Linked DNA regions of Drosophila melanogaster: regions 1 and 3 are each linked to region 2. Evidence: chromatin contacts called from public Hi-C data. All regions are on one chromosome and are shown on one strand. Each heading gives the region's core, a stretch centred on a gene start, on an enhancer-like site or on the middle of the called end of the contact. The rest is flanking DNA. Distances are from core to core; before and after follow the strand shown. Region 1 holds the start of Ephrin (ephrin,). Region 2 holds the start of Asator (asator,). Region 3 holds the start of PMCA (plasma membrane calcium ATPase).

Region 1 (4,529 bases), core at 1,947-4,446, 86 kb before region 2:
TAACAAACTTAATGTCCCATTGCAATATGGATGGTATAGATGATATGGATATGTTTATATCGAGAAAGAGAAAACCAGACAAAATGAGTAGGCCATATATGCCCTGATGCGATTACCAAAAAAGTTACTAATCATGATCCTTAGGGATCAATGGGATCGCCTAATCATCGTCTGCTCACTTGCACAACAAATTATGACAATAGTTATTCTATCGAAAATGACTCATGTGCATTACTAATTGCTGGGAAAGTTTATAAAAGCCCAGCGTGTTTATACGCGACATTAGGGATTAATTTATCAATATATTATTGGCCAGCAGTCTTATTATTGGAAAGAAAATTTTATTTGAAATAACAAATCCCCTAAACGAATAATAATAATCCTCATACTACTGACTTAAAAACTGTAATAATTGTAATAAAACATAATACATTTGTAGAGAAAAATAAAAATCTACAATTTTTAACTTCAATAAAATTATAATACCGCTGCTTAAGTATACCACTATATTTGAGTACTTACATACTGTTCGATGTGTTCCAATGCATGTAAAAAGTCTTGGCGCAACTAGACATGGTGGAGAGCAAAACAGTTTCCATACAAATTAAAGTGAGCAACGTAACAAAGGATGTGGCACCAAACTTTGGAAATGGAATCATCATTTTGCATCTCATTGGCGATGGCTGAGGCGAAGATAACAAACAGTTTCTGTTCTTAATCCTCTTTTTACCAACAAAATGCCGTGATGCCTTTGATTCTATCCCTGCTTCCACCAGTACTGATGAATGCTTCTCGGGTGGTTGTCTTTTACTCGGTGAATAAAGCGGCTTGAGATTGTTAAAACCTTGAAACTTGCTTTTGCTCTTAGACTTTCGATGCATAGCTGGTTGCTGTTTATTCGTTGTCGTAAGCGCCTTATGTCGAATTTTTGGGATACTCTCAATACTTCCTGGCACGTACAGCTTAATGCTTAAAGGTTTTCCAGAGTATAGCTGAACTTTATGTTTCTCCTTTTGTTGCTGATGCCGGTGAGATTTGCAATTGGGGAAAGCTACTGGTGGATGTGAGTCTTCAAGCACTTTACTGGTAGTTAAGCGCCTCTTACATGCCAACATGCTCCGACGTTGACAACTGTCATGAATCTGAGACTTTGACTGGGTCCAGGAAACAGTAAGACGCAGTTGCTTTGATCGTTCTTGCATACCGCCAGCAATGTTTTCGATGTTAGATCGTTAGTAGCTTTCTTGCTAAATGCATACAATAAACCTCCGAAATAAGAATATGTTGACTGGCTACATCTACATCTGTGTCATTCCGCACCAAAGTGTCTTGCTCCATCTGCAATCAATAAAATAACAATTTTTACAACAAAACGCTGTAGCCGTGTACGAATTCTGGGCATAAAAAAAAAACACTGAAACTGCAGTGTAACTTGTAACATGATTTTCTCACTTTGGACGGTATAGTTACGAAGCGCACCAACAGACTAAAGACTACTATGCGGTTTGGTTGTTTACTTTACCCTTTAAAAGATTTCTTATAAATGAGTAAATTATATGTAGTGCGTTATAAAGTCAGGTGCAATTTAATTTTTGATGACAATAGTTAAATAATACAACTTTTGTGCATATATATCACTATATAAATATATATGCATATATAGGAACAATCCGAAAAAATTAAATTGAAAAGGCCGTTAAATTATTGTTTCTTTTTCATCTGTGATTTAGGTCTAGTATTCTTTTTAACGTAGACTTAGTTTTCACCTCTTCAAGATTAAATTTTGATACTGAAAATGAAATTGATATAATACCTAGGGTTCTTAGAAAATTTAACCCGACTTTTTTAGAGCGGAATTATACTTTTCAATTTATCTCGTCAAAAAGTTTACTAGGCAGTTAAAAAAGAAACAATACTTTAACGGCATTCTTTTTCGACCCGTATATGTATATGAACTACAAAATAAAAGGATTTCAACCTTCAATTCGAAGGTCGTTTGGCAAACGGAAAGAAAGACAAAAAATATATCGACATGGCTGTGTAAACTGATCAAGAATATGTGTTCTTCTATTGACATTTCCTCCTTTACTTCGTTGACAATCCTGACTGAAATTAGTTTACCCATTGCAAAATCTAACTACATATTATATCTACTCATTCTAAGCTTTGAGATCATTACGCGTTAACATTTTAATGTAACAGTAGCATATTATGCGTATTTATATTTTTATGTAAAGTTTATACAAGTTGATCTTTAAAACAAACAGCCTAAGACTGAGGGATCCTGTTTGCGCCGCGTTCGGCGGCAGTCGGCGAAATAAGCAGCTGTTAATGCTGATCAACAATATTTATATGTTGACTACCGCCACCTGACAGATTACGAGATTTTTAAAAGTACTTCGCTTTAACTTTGGAAACCGCCTAATTGATTTGATTCGACCCTGATTGATCAAAAATACTTATTTAACAGGCCGGCAAACCAATTATCAATTTAAGTGGGATACTACATTTTAATACATGTATGGTACATTTTCTATACAAACAGGGTTGGTAATGGCTTGGCGAAATATTAATATATTTTTTAACATTCATAGTCATAAACAATCAACATGGCATAAGATCAACAATATATAGCGGATCTGCAGTTCTTGACATTCAATTTATAACGGAACAATCAATATATTTCTTAAAAATTGTATGTTTAAGTGATAAAACATCCCAACAGCATTATACAATTACATATGTATGTATACACCAAAAGACATTTCTGTATACATACACAGTGACGACACACTCTCCGAGGAGACAGAAGAAACTCTATATATACACAAACATCTTACTCTCGGGGAAACATTCTTATTCGATACGATTAACAATCCGGTACAAATATGTTGGTATAACATAGTTGACATATAAAAACACAAAATATACATATATGCCCATAACACCGTCTTCCTTTTTTGGTACATCTTTTTCAAAATTACATTTTCACATGATTAAAAATTGTTCCAAACAGGTTTTTGTCTGAAGAGAAATACTCGAAAACAGCTCATTTAAATTAGTTTTTTCTACACTTGGACTACATACAAGAATTATTTATATAAATACTGTAGAGCTAGAGCTATAAAAAAAACTTGTTTAGAGCTGGAACAAAAAACGATGTTTACTTTAACTTTCGATGTATAAAGAAACTTAAGGGCATCGATAATTTTACAAATCAATCGATAGCGATTTTTTTCCAAAGGCCCGTATAATCTTATAATATAAGTCAAATGGTTTGGTTTTTTTTTTTTTTTTTGAATTTAACATATGCGAATTTCTACTATAAGTAATATTCACAGTAAAAACCATACCATATTGATAGGAAACTGTCTTATAAAGATTTTATTTGACATTTGTTGTAGCAGAACCATTATGTAAGTTCCTAGTAAATTTTTTAGCTAGGCTTAAGCACTATTTTATGTTTTAAGAATAATTTTATAATTATTAAAATTTATCTATTACCCGTGTCGAACCTATTTTGATTGGTGTAAGAAGTTTGAAACCCAGTGAAAGAGTTAAGAATTTGAAGTAAATATATATATGGTCAGTATCAAGAGCCGAGTCAGCACTACCGTCTGTCCGATCATCCGTTTTTACGTTACTATCTCTTAGCACCGGTTCTTGACTGCATAAAATTTTTGTTCAAGTTAAAAGAGTTTTCATAATTTTGTTTTCTTAAGTTTAGTCATCGGACGAAAAGTCCAGAAATCAATTGTTAATTAAAGAATTTAAATAGTTTCGTTGTTTTTAGTCATTAAATGTCCACATTCGCTCTGCTGAGATACTGCTAAGATATATAAGTTTAGCCTTGCAGAAGCTATCATTATTATCTCTAGTAATTATATTTTTATAGTGCTCCATTAACGCAAAATTCGCTTCATTGGGATGATGTAAAATTCAGGTCTTCGAAAAATTAATTGCAATTATTGTTTATAACATTATATAAAGATAAATAAAAACTTGGGTAAACGAGCAGGATGACAAAGTGTGTAATATATATAAGGGAATTTATGTGTTTTGCACTTCATTTTCATGAAGCAACAACCTGCGATATATTATTGGTGTAAATAGTATATAAGCTGTACGAGATTCGGTGTTTAAAGTAATTTTCGATATTTTTTGGATAGAATTCCGATTGCGGATAACTATTTGGTTGTATTAGATTCCTGAATTGTTACTAAAGAAACATAAATAGAGGAATTTGACTATCAGGATGGCCAATATAATGAGAAGAACGTTGATTCCTGGACTTTCACACTTGAGGCTGCGGCCACAACTTGTTGCAGCTGGATCGGCCGCGTTAACGTAAATAGTAAATGCTTACATAATTCGAATATATCATTTATATTTGTCCAATTGGAAACTCGTTGTTTAGTTCTCAGGAGACGCGACGGGGAGCAGCCAAGTGGTATCCAGACCCTGAGTTCATGAAGCAGTTTAGCGGCCCGGTGATGTATCCAGACGAGGTCACATCACTTTGGACAGTG
Region 2 (4,534 bases), core at 75-2,574:
TAAATAGAATTAGGTAATTATAAAAAATTAAAGAATACGTTGCACAGTTGCGGAATCCGGTCACGAAAACAGTCCCTGAATCATAGATTAGGAGACATACATATGTTTTTTCCAACATAGAAGACCTTCTTCTTGAAATCTTTGATTTAGGATTTCTTTAGGGACCAGAGTCACAGTTATTGTCTAGTAATCAACAAAATTGATTGCAATTTTACTATTGTATTCTTTTTGACATAGATTATACTAGTTTAAAGGGGGCTTTCACTCCTTAGAATGGTAGACGAGGTAACAAACCCTTTTTTTTCATATAATATACATAAATTTTTGATCCTAGCGCTGCTAACATATAGCATACGGTGCTGCCAATGATACATACATACAAATACAGTTATAATCTTGAATTACAGGTAATAATTAACTGTCTCATTTGCTTAATCTTTGTTTTTGTTTAGAGAAACGTATTGCATCAAATTCCTTTTAGGGGCTCGTCGTACATAAACAAAATTCAGACATACAGAGTAACTATGTAAAAAGTAATAAGCTGACCTGTAAAATTCTTGATGTACATGCAGCGCCACCTTTTGGAATTTTGAGTAGTTCAAGTAAATTCCTTAATTTTTTCCCAGTTGCAGAACCACAATTTAATATCGAATGGATCGATTAACGGAGCCGTCCATAGATTTCGTGTTGGAATATGAGGAAATAGTAAAAATATACTATCGATTTCTACACGCTGCAGTAATCGTATATTTTTTTCGAATTTGATTTGATCAAAATATTTTGATTTCGTTTTTAAGTGCTCTGGTTTTCCCAAAATTTACGAACTTATTTACGAACAATACTTTTGGAAATCCTTTAAATTAATTAAATAATTGTCTGGCAACTCTATGACTGACGGAGAACAGATGTTGAAGTCTACGTGTAAAAATAGGTCTAAAATGCTTTAAAACCTTTCAAGAGAAACCATGGATAGAATCTTCTGAGATTGCCCCTGTAGATATATATTTTTTATTAGCCCTGGATTAAACTGGAACGTGGTTTATGTCCTAACCCAGGTTCAAACACGGAACCAGACCAAACAAATTAAATATAGAGGCGGAAATATAATCGTAGCAATGTTCAAAATTGAAGTGAAGCTTTTACTCCCGACTTTCCTAAAAAATGTCATATATTATATAAGAACACACGCTATATATATGTTGAAATAATTCCTTCTTGAAGATATCATCTCAAATGGCTGCAAGTTTGGGGAGACTAAAGATAGCTGTTTATGTTATTCACCTATACACACATATCTGAATACCGTAGTATATACCTAAAAAATCAGTTCGATGCACAGAATGCCTAAAGATTCAGCGGGAAGCATTTGATAGAACAATATATTTCTTAATTACAACTTTTAGTAAAATATTTTATTGGTGCAAAACAATAGGTTTGCCGACAATAAGAAATATTTTATAAAGACAAATTTTAAAGTACCAAATGTAAATCAACTTTTTGCTGTTCGTTTTGATAAATTTATTATAATGTGATCGTCTTAAAAATAATAAATTTACAAATGTGGTCATGTGAACATGTGGATACAAGTGGATCACGCGAATTCCGCGTTGTTATTTTTTCGACGTTTTTACGGAACTTCTCTATAATTAAATCAGTATATAAAAATAGACACATTTGCCTATATAACGTAAATAAACGTAATCATAAATACAGACGATAAGTGATGTGAGCTAATCTAAATAATTGTATAGATTATTATTAATACAGTAAATTGCTCTCAAGCAATAATTAACCTACTTACAGGATTACAACAGAATAGAATTACAGTTTACGTCCAATTAAAGTAGTTTTGCAATAAAATTAAAAACAACAAACGATTATATCACGCACAAAGTATTCGCTCTTACAGTTATGATTAGGCTGCTTTGAGTAATCCTTATATGTTACTTGTGATATTACTACGTGATTATATGAATAATTTCAATCACACTCATATGTGTTCTTGAAGAAGTGAAAATACCGATACAAATTGATAGTTTTTTCCATATTTTAGAAAATAAAAAAAATACATTAAATCAAGTTCTAAGATATCTAAGTTTAAGGACAGCACAGAATTTTGCCATCATGCATTTGCAGGAGTACCTCAGGTATGTTTTGGACTCATACTCTTCTTTAACATATATGTAAGAAAATTAAAACTGAAAATTATTTGGTATCTAAAAATGCAAAAAAAGAGCAGTGTTGTTAATTTTTTTTTTAATTTTCGATGAATTTTGTTAATATGTCACACGGTAGGACGGAAATGTGGAAAATATAACGATTAATATAAATATTAATATATAACGATAATACGAAGCTGACGAAGTATTGAATTAGAACGGCAGCTATTTCTAACTCTAGCGGTGGAATTACGGCAGTTAACCTAATGAATTTTTGTGTGTTCGACCTAACAGGAATAGAAAAAGTACAGTAACAATACAACAATTATATACTTTAAAACGTTCTAAAATTCAGAAAGCCTTTTCATATATATGAACTCGACTAGACTCGGTCCTAAGCGGGCCTTTGATATAATGCAAGCGTACAGAAAATCGCCCAGTTTTCTAAATTGTGCTTATTGGTGGAATTTTTTTTTTTTAATTTGTTGTAGGCTATAGAGTGACAGCGTTTTATAGAAACTTACACTGTTACAAGTCCCGCTTTTATAGCTCCCGAGACCTCGACGTTCATACGAACGGACGGATATTACAACATCGACTCTGCTATTGATCCTGTTAATATAATTTATATACTCTATATCGTCGAAATTTTGCCTTCTATCTGTTTTCCAGATACTTTATAATATTTCATGTCCACTAAGATTACATCTTCCCCACGTTTGAATTGTTTTGTCTATGCCTTTCGAAGGGATAATTCAATATTCAAACAAAAGATGAGGGTATACAATGTATGGTTCAAATGGAACTTGGACAAAACTGTATTACTAACGAATATAAATTCTTAGCAAATATAGGAAATCGAAAGTTAAATGTTTGTTTCAGTATTATACAACTTTTGGGTCGTAGTTTTCTGCAAAACCTAATACAAACAAGTAAATTAAGTAACGTAAATCGACCTGACATTCACTTTACAAATATATAAAAACTGACTGAATTTATTCAGCAAATCCAATCTATACCAGTATCATGTATTACATGTTGTTATAAGCACTGCGATCATTTTGAAATTCACCAGGAGTATCAATGGGTTCGACAATTTATTTATTTATGTTTTTGAAAATTCTACTTATAAAATTATTTGCAAACGCTGACTTTTATACATACGTGCAGCTCTAATCAGACCTTCTATCCATGGCATAAACTAGGAATGTAATTAAATCATCTTTAAAGTTCTTACTGTTATTCGTTTATTAGCTGTAGTCAAGTTGGTACCGACGCATTATACTGCTGCAGTGAGCATGCGCAATTCCCTCCAGGAAGGGGAGCTTATTTGTTGTCAGCTGGCTTTGAGTTCAGACAGAGAACTTTACTTGGACGGAAAAGCTCAATGAAGCTTAAAAATCGATACGTGCATTTTATTCCGTGAAAACTCTTAAATATACAATATCATACAAATCTTATAGATTAGTAATTTTATGTTCATGTACTGTGTTTAAATCAAATAATTAAAGCTAAACATCGTCAATAAAAGTTGAGGCATGTGCTTCATCGTGCCAATAAAAGTGCTTCACCGCCAATAAAAGGAAATCAATAGGAAAGCGATTAATATTTGTGAATACTTTTTAACTTGTTCATAAAATACAAATATATATATATTTAAAGTTCACATTTTCCCAAGTAGAATCCACATTCTCCTGGTATGTATACATTTATTTAGAAAAAACCCAGTTTTAACAGCCACCAACTTAGGCGGGGGTTGTGAGACACAAAACTTGGACAGAAGTTTCTTTAAATATATAAAATGTACGTACAGATATTATGTTTTATTCTGAGGAGCAGATAACCATTTAAAGATAGATTTTCGAAGGACTATTAGTTTTAAATCCTCAATTTCTGGTTATATCTTACACGATTTACCAATTAGCATGCTATTGGACTGGGGGTAAAGTACTAATTTCAAAAAAAGGATGTTTTACAAGGATTAAAGTAACTTATTTTCTATGCCGAATGAACAAGGCAACATAAAATAATATTATATCTGGGAACGACATTCTATAAGACACATTACATGAAAATCGATAAAATTCCATATGCTGTCGTTTATTGTGCATAAATTCCCGGCTCAGACCTAAATGTATATTACCGTCTTTCTACTAAGTGGGCAAATGAAATATGTGCTAGAAAGATTCACACAACTGGTGTCCTCTATGATTGTGCAACATTTTTAAATACAATGGAAATTCAATGTCTTTATAGGCTTGGAATTTTTCCTGTTACAGTTTAACAACACTTTAAAAAGTAGTAGCTAAAAATAGTACCTCATTGACGAAACTGACGGAAAGGAATACCCTAGATACACATATTATTTATGTTTA
Region 3 (4,057 bases), core at 306-2,805, 130 kb after region 2:
CACAATTTATTTTGGCCTGGCAATGCTGGAACTAGACGCTTCCCTATAATGGATTAGGTCTACGCGCAAAAACTTTAACAAATCAGCCAATCAAATCTTGGAAAATAATTGATATTTGAGAGATATTTTATATGAAGTTCATATTTAAATGCTATACGACAATTTTCACTTTTAATGTTCAAAAAGACAAACACTATTAAGAATTATCAAAATTAAAAGCCGAACTGAGACCTCACACACGCAATTACTTATTAGAGGTGAACTTACAGAAGAAAAATATCGATACATAGATTGCTTAAGCTAAAATCTGAACATTGCCCACTTATTTGACCGCAAAAGCGGAAACAGTATATAAGCGTATTTTACAAAATTAGCATTCCACTATGTTTCCACTGCAGAAAAAATATTTGAAGATATTATTACTTTTTAATAGAAACTTAATAATTTTATAACAGCTCAACAGAAATGAGTTCATACGCAATGGAACACACAAATAATTTGAAGTCTAGAGAATTTTTCTTTTATAAATCTAGATAGGGATTGTTGTTACATAAGTTAAGTGAGGTTTAGTGTCGGAAATAATGTTTACTTTGACGATCATTTTCGAATTAATATTTGTGGTGCGAATATGAATCAAATCATATATAAATGATATACATACATATATGTATATACATACATATACATATATACAATAATTTCTGGACAGGTCGTTGTTTGTACTCTTCTAATTCAATCGATGCAAAGTGCAAAAGCGAAACAAGGACATGCTGGTTCTCAAAATTAATGGTCCGTAGGGTATTGAAAAGAATGAAAAAGGTTTTATACTTTTCAAGGAATTTTGTACACCCTATTACTCTACAAATAAAATATGTAGTTTTCAACGAGTTTTATGCATTATACATAATGTTTGGGTGTTTTAGAATAGAGAGTATAGAATGTTAAATGTATATATGTAAATGCTTTAACAATATTCCTATGGTATATGTAAACTCGTTCCGATTTCTTGGTTTCAGAAGTATGGACTTTATTAATAAATAATAAATTATGTATTGGCTTTTAACATGGTTTTGTTTTATGTGATAGTGCCAATCAATATATTTTTAACACAATTACATTTATATTTTCCGAGTGTAAAGAAACGTTTATGCTCTTATCTCATAAGAAGGTGATCGTCGCAGTACTAACGTAAGATAGGCAAGCAAAAGATAAGTTGATGCGACAATTCAGACAAACAGCTGGACAGCTATCTTTCAAATACTTCTCTTTAAATAACTGTGGCGCTGAGATTTTGCCGCAGTTCAGTGTAAACTTATATGTAGGCATAACCGATTTTCTAACATTTTAACTAAAAAGAAAAGTGAAGAGGTATTACGACGTAAGAGAGATATGCTACACGAACATTTGTGCTAGCGCGGCGTAATAAAATAATTTATTTTTACACTACATGTGAAAATACATCGATATTAGAATATTACAGTTTTGTGAAAACTAAGTGATTTCGATAGTAAAAGTTTGATATATCGATATATATTTCCCTGTGGAAAAATAAATACTGCTGAAAAGGAAGGCGTCACAGTGTCAGTACTTTATATTAAATATTTCGCTATATATTGTGGCGTTTAACTTGAGTCGTGTACAATTATTTCGCCTTCTAGTTGTGTACGTATTCCAAAAAAAATGCAGTTTTTAACAGTTAAACGAATGGGTACGCAAAGGAATGTAATGGGGCCAGGAAATGAACATGATATCATTTTATATTGTATGTTTTCCGAACATACGCTGTTCTCGAAATGAAATTAAAGCTGAAAGTTACTGATAGAGTAGCCCAGAATCAAATCCAAATGTGTACAATTTTCATTTGCTCGAAGGTTCATCATATTACTCCATGGTCAATATGGCCAACACCAATTCATATGTATGTATGTAGCTCTTGTCGTGACATGACGTAAGATTTCTGTTGGTGAAGAGAAGGTGGGGTGCACTTCCTTTGAACAAGTCTCGAATATTTCAATGAATTTGAATTGATTGGGTTTATAATACTTTTACCCTGAGTATGTTTATGTTTTTATTAGGAAATATAGAATCAACGGTATAGGATACATTTCCTGTGCACCTGTTCATTTACTGTGTGTTCATATCAAAAAATTCATGTGCACGTACTATGTGTGTACTATATATGTAAATTTAACATGTGCAAAAAATAGAGTGAGGCCCAGTTACCGACTAGCATGTAATTGTTGCAAAAATTTTGGCCAATGGCTCGAATATTTGTCAACTAGAACTAAAATAGATACATGTAAAATGACTTCCCTGACGTACATACATATGCGTGAATTTATTCTATTTATGGAAATCGTTCACACCTCATCAATATGAAAACTTTTAGTTTAGTACAATTGTGTAAATGAAAACAGTGTTTTTATACCCATTACTAGTAGAGTAAAAGGTATAATAGATTCGCTGAAAAGTACGTAACAGGCAGAAAAAAGCGTTTCCGACCATATAAAGTATATATATATATCCTTGATCAGGATCAATAGCCGAGTCGATCTATGAACGTATGAATCCAGATCTCAGGAACTATAAAAGATGTTTGAGATTCGGTATAAAGATTCTAAAGCCGCAGAGCAAGTTTGTTGACTCACTTTAATTTTTTCTCATTTTATTCCACACTATCTATCTATATGCCAAATTTTACGCTCGCATTTCCGCTAGCTGAGTATAGGATTCTGTCTTGTTTAATAAGTGAATCGGAAATTTAAAGAATTAATACAAATTGGATGTTAGGAACATCAAAATTGACTTGTTAGTTAATTTAAACTATTTATGTCTTTCCTTCTCGCAAGTTCTGTTCTATTACGTGATGATGAAATTTCCGAATCGATCAACTTGTTCCACTGAAGAACTCTGAAAACGCCGCAATCTTTTGAACCGAGTATCAGATTCAGAATTGAAAGCTTTCAATAAATTTCAATAAAATAAGATAACTTATGAAACAGGTATACGTTTATGTTCTTCGTAAATTTTGCATCGAATTTAAAATGTAATTTAAACTATCAGATGACCGTTACTCAGCTAGTCCAAGTGGAAATATCGGTAGAAATTGGGGAAATAAAATTTATTTTATTGCTCTAAGATGAGGACGGGATTAATTTGGGCGGTTTTTAGGGGTCAGAGTGGGCGTAGACAAAATGGTTTCGGCGTATCGATAGAAATAGCGAAAACAACTGATTTAGTCCAAAAATATTAAATCATTTCTCAAAGATAAAAATTTTTTTGGCAAATCGATTAAAATTTACAAGACCTAATAATAATATGAAATTTTAAAAAAGAGTTCGCGTGGCAGTTTTGGGTTTGTGGGCGTTAGAGTGGTCGTGCCAACATCGGTCAACAAACTTGTGTTGCGTATATGCCTCTCACAACCTTCTAGCTTTTAAAGTTTCTGAGAACAGACAGACGGGCATGGTCAGTTCGACTCTGCTACTAATCCTGATCAAAGAATATATACTTTATATGTTTGGAAACGCCTTTTGCCTGTTACATACTGTTCAACGAGAAACGGGTGTAAAAAGCTTGACTGTGTAGTCGAGATTGACTACTCAGTCAAACCATTGTGTAACTTTCTTGCTAGAATATGATATATAAATATGAATCATAAATAAAAAAATTTCTTAGGATATCTTTGTGAACTCAACTATGCCAAAGACACTAGAATATTTGACTATGCTATGCTAAAGTTTTTACATAATTCGGTCAAAATTGATTTTTAATAGTATTATGCCATTGTCTTAATCAGATTGGAAGCTTATCGTTGACAAAAATAAGATTATTTAATAACAATTTCCTGGAAAGAAACGAATCGGATCGATCTACTTTTAGCTAGATATTTATTGCATTATCTTGAACACGGCAATGCGTCACACACGTTCCTTTTTTGTATGACAACAGCTTACTAACAAGTAAATCTATTGTTTTTATAAATGATCAATAACTAAGTGCCATTTTAGCACTAAGAATTACACGTTGAAAATTGTCATGTTGTCTGGCTTCTAAA

What was found. A called contact is a pair of places that touch in the nucleus more often than the background predicts.
Region 1: a Hi-C map of the Kc167 cell line shows a contact between it and region 2, with 4 times the contacts expected there. The contact joins the promoter of Ephrin here to the promoter of Asator in region 2. A contact is called at or near these places in 44 of 107 Hi-C or Micro-C datasets (the Clone 8 cell line, the D17-c3 cell line, the Kc167 cell line and 18 more) and 1 of 6 datasets of contacts at active chromatin or transcription factors (the Kc167 cell line).
Region 3: a contact with region 2 is called in a Hi-C map of the Kc167 cell line, with 2.3 times the contacts expected there. The contact joins the promoter of PMCA here to the promoter of Asator in region 2. A contact is called at or near these places in 17 of 107 Hi-C or Micro-C datasets (the Clone 8 cell line, the Kc167 cell line, the ML-DmBG3-c2 cell line and 6 more) and 2 of 6 datasets of contacts at active chromatin or transcription factors (both in the Kc167 cell line).

The regions. Positions count from the first base shown.
Region 1 is chr4:570,422-574,950 of dm6, reverse strand. It overlaps Ephrin (ephrin,), which reads right to left and starts at 3,196. Exons shown (of 5, transcript NM_166771.2): 1 at 2,780-3,196; 2 at 523-1,338. The coding sequence starts at 1,202. ND-49 (NADH dehydrogenase (ubiquinone) 49 kDa subunit) reads left to right here and starts at 3,397. Exons shown (of 7, transcript NM_001272135.1): 1 at 3,397-3,416; 2 at 4,170-4,347; 3 at 4,418-4,529. The coding sequence starts at 4,256.
Region 2 is chr4:482,823-487,356 of dm6, reverse strand. Asator (asator,) reads left to right here and starts at 1,324. Exons shown (of 14, transcript NM_001272127.1): 1 at 1,324-2,147. The coding sequence starts at 2,125.
Region 3 is chr4:356,155-360,211 of dm6, reverse strand. It overlaps PMCA (plasma membrane calcium ATPase), which reads left to right and starts at 1,555. Exons shown (of 18, transcript NM_001201587.2): 1 at 1,555-1,662. Hcf (Host cell factor) reads right to left here and starts at 274. Exons shown (of 13, transcript NM_205873.3): 1 at 232-274.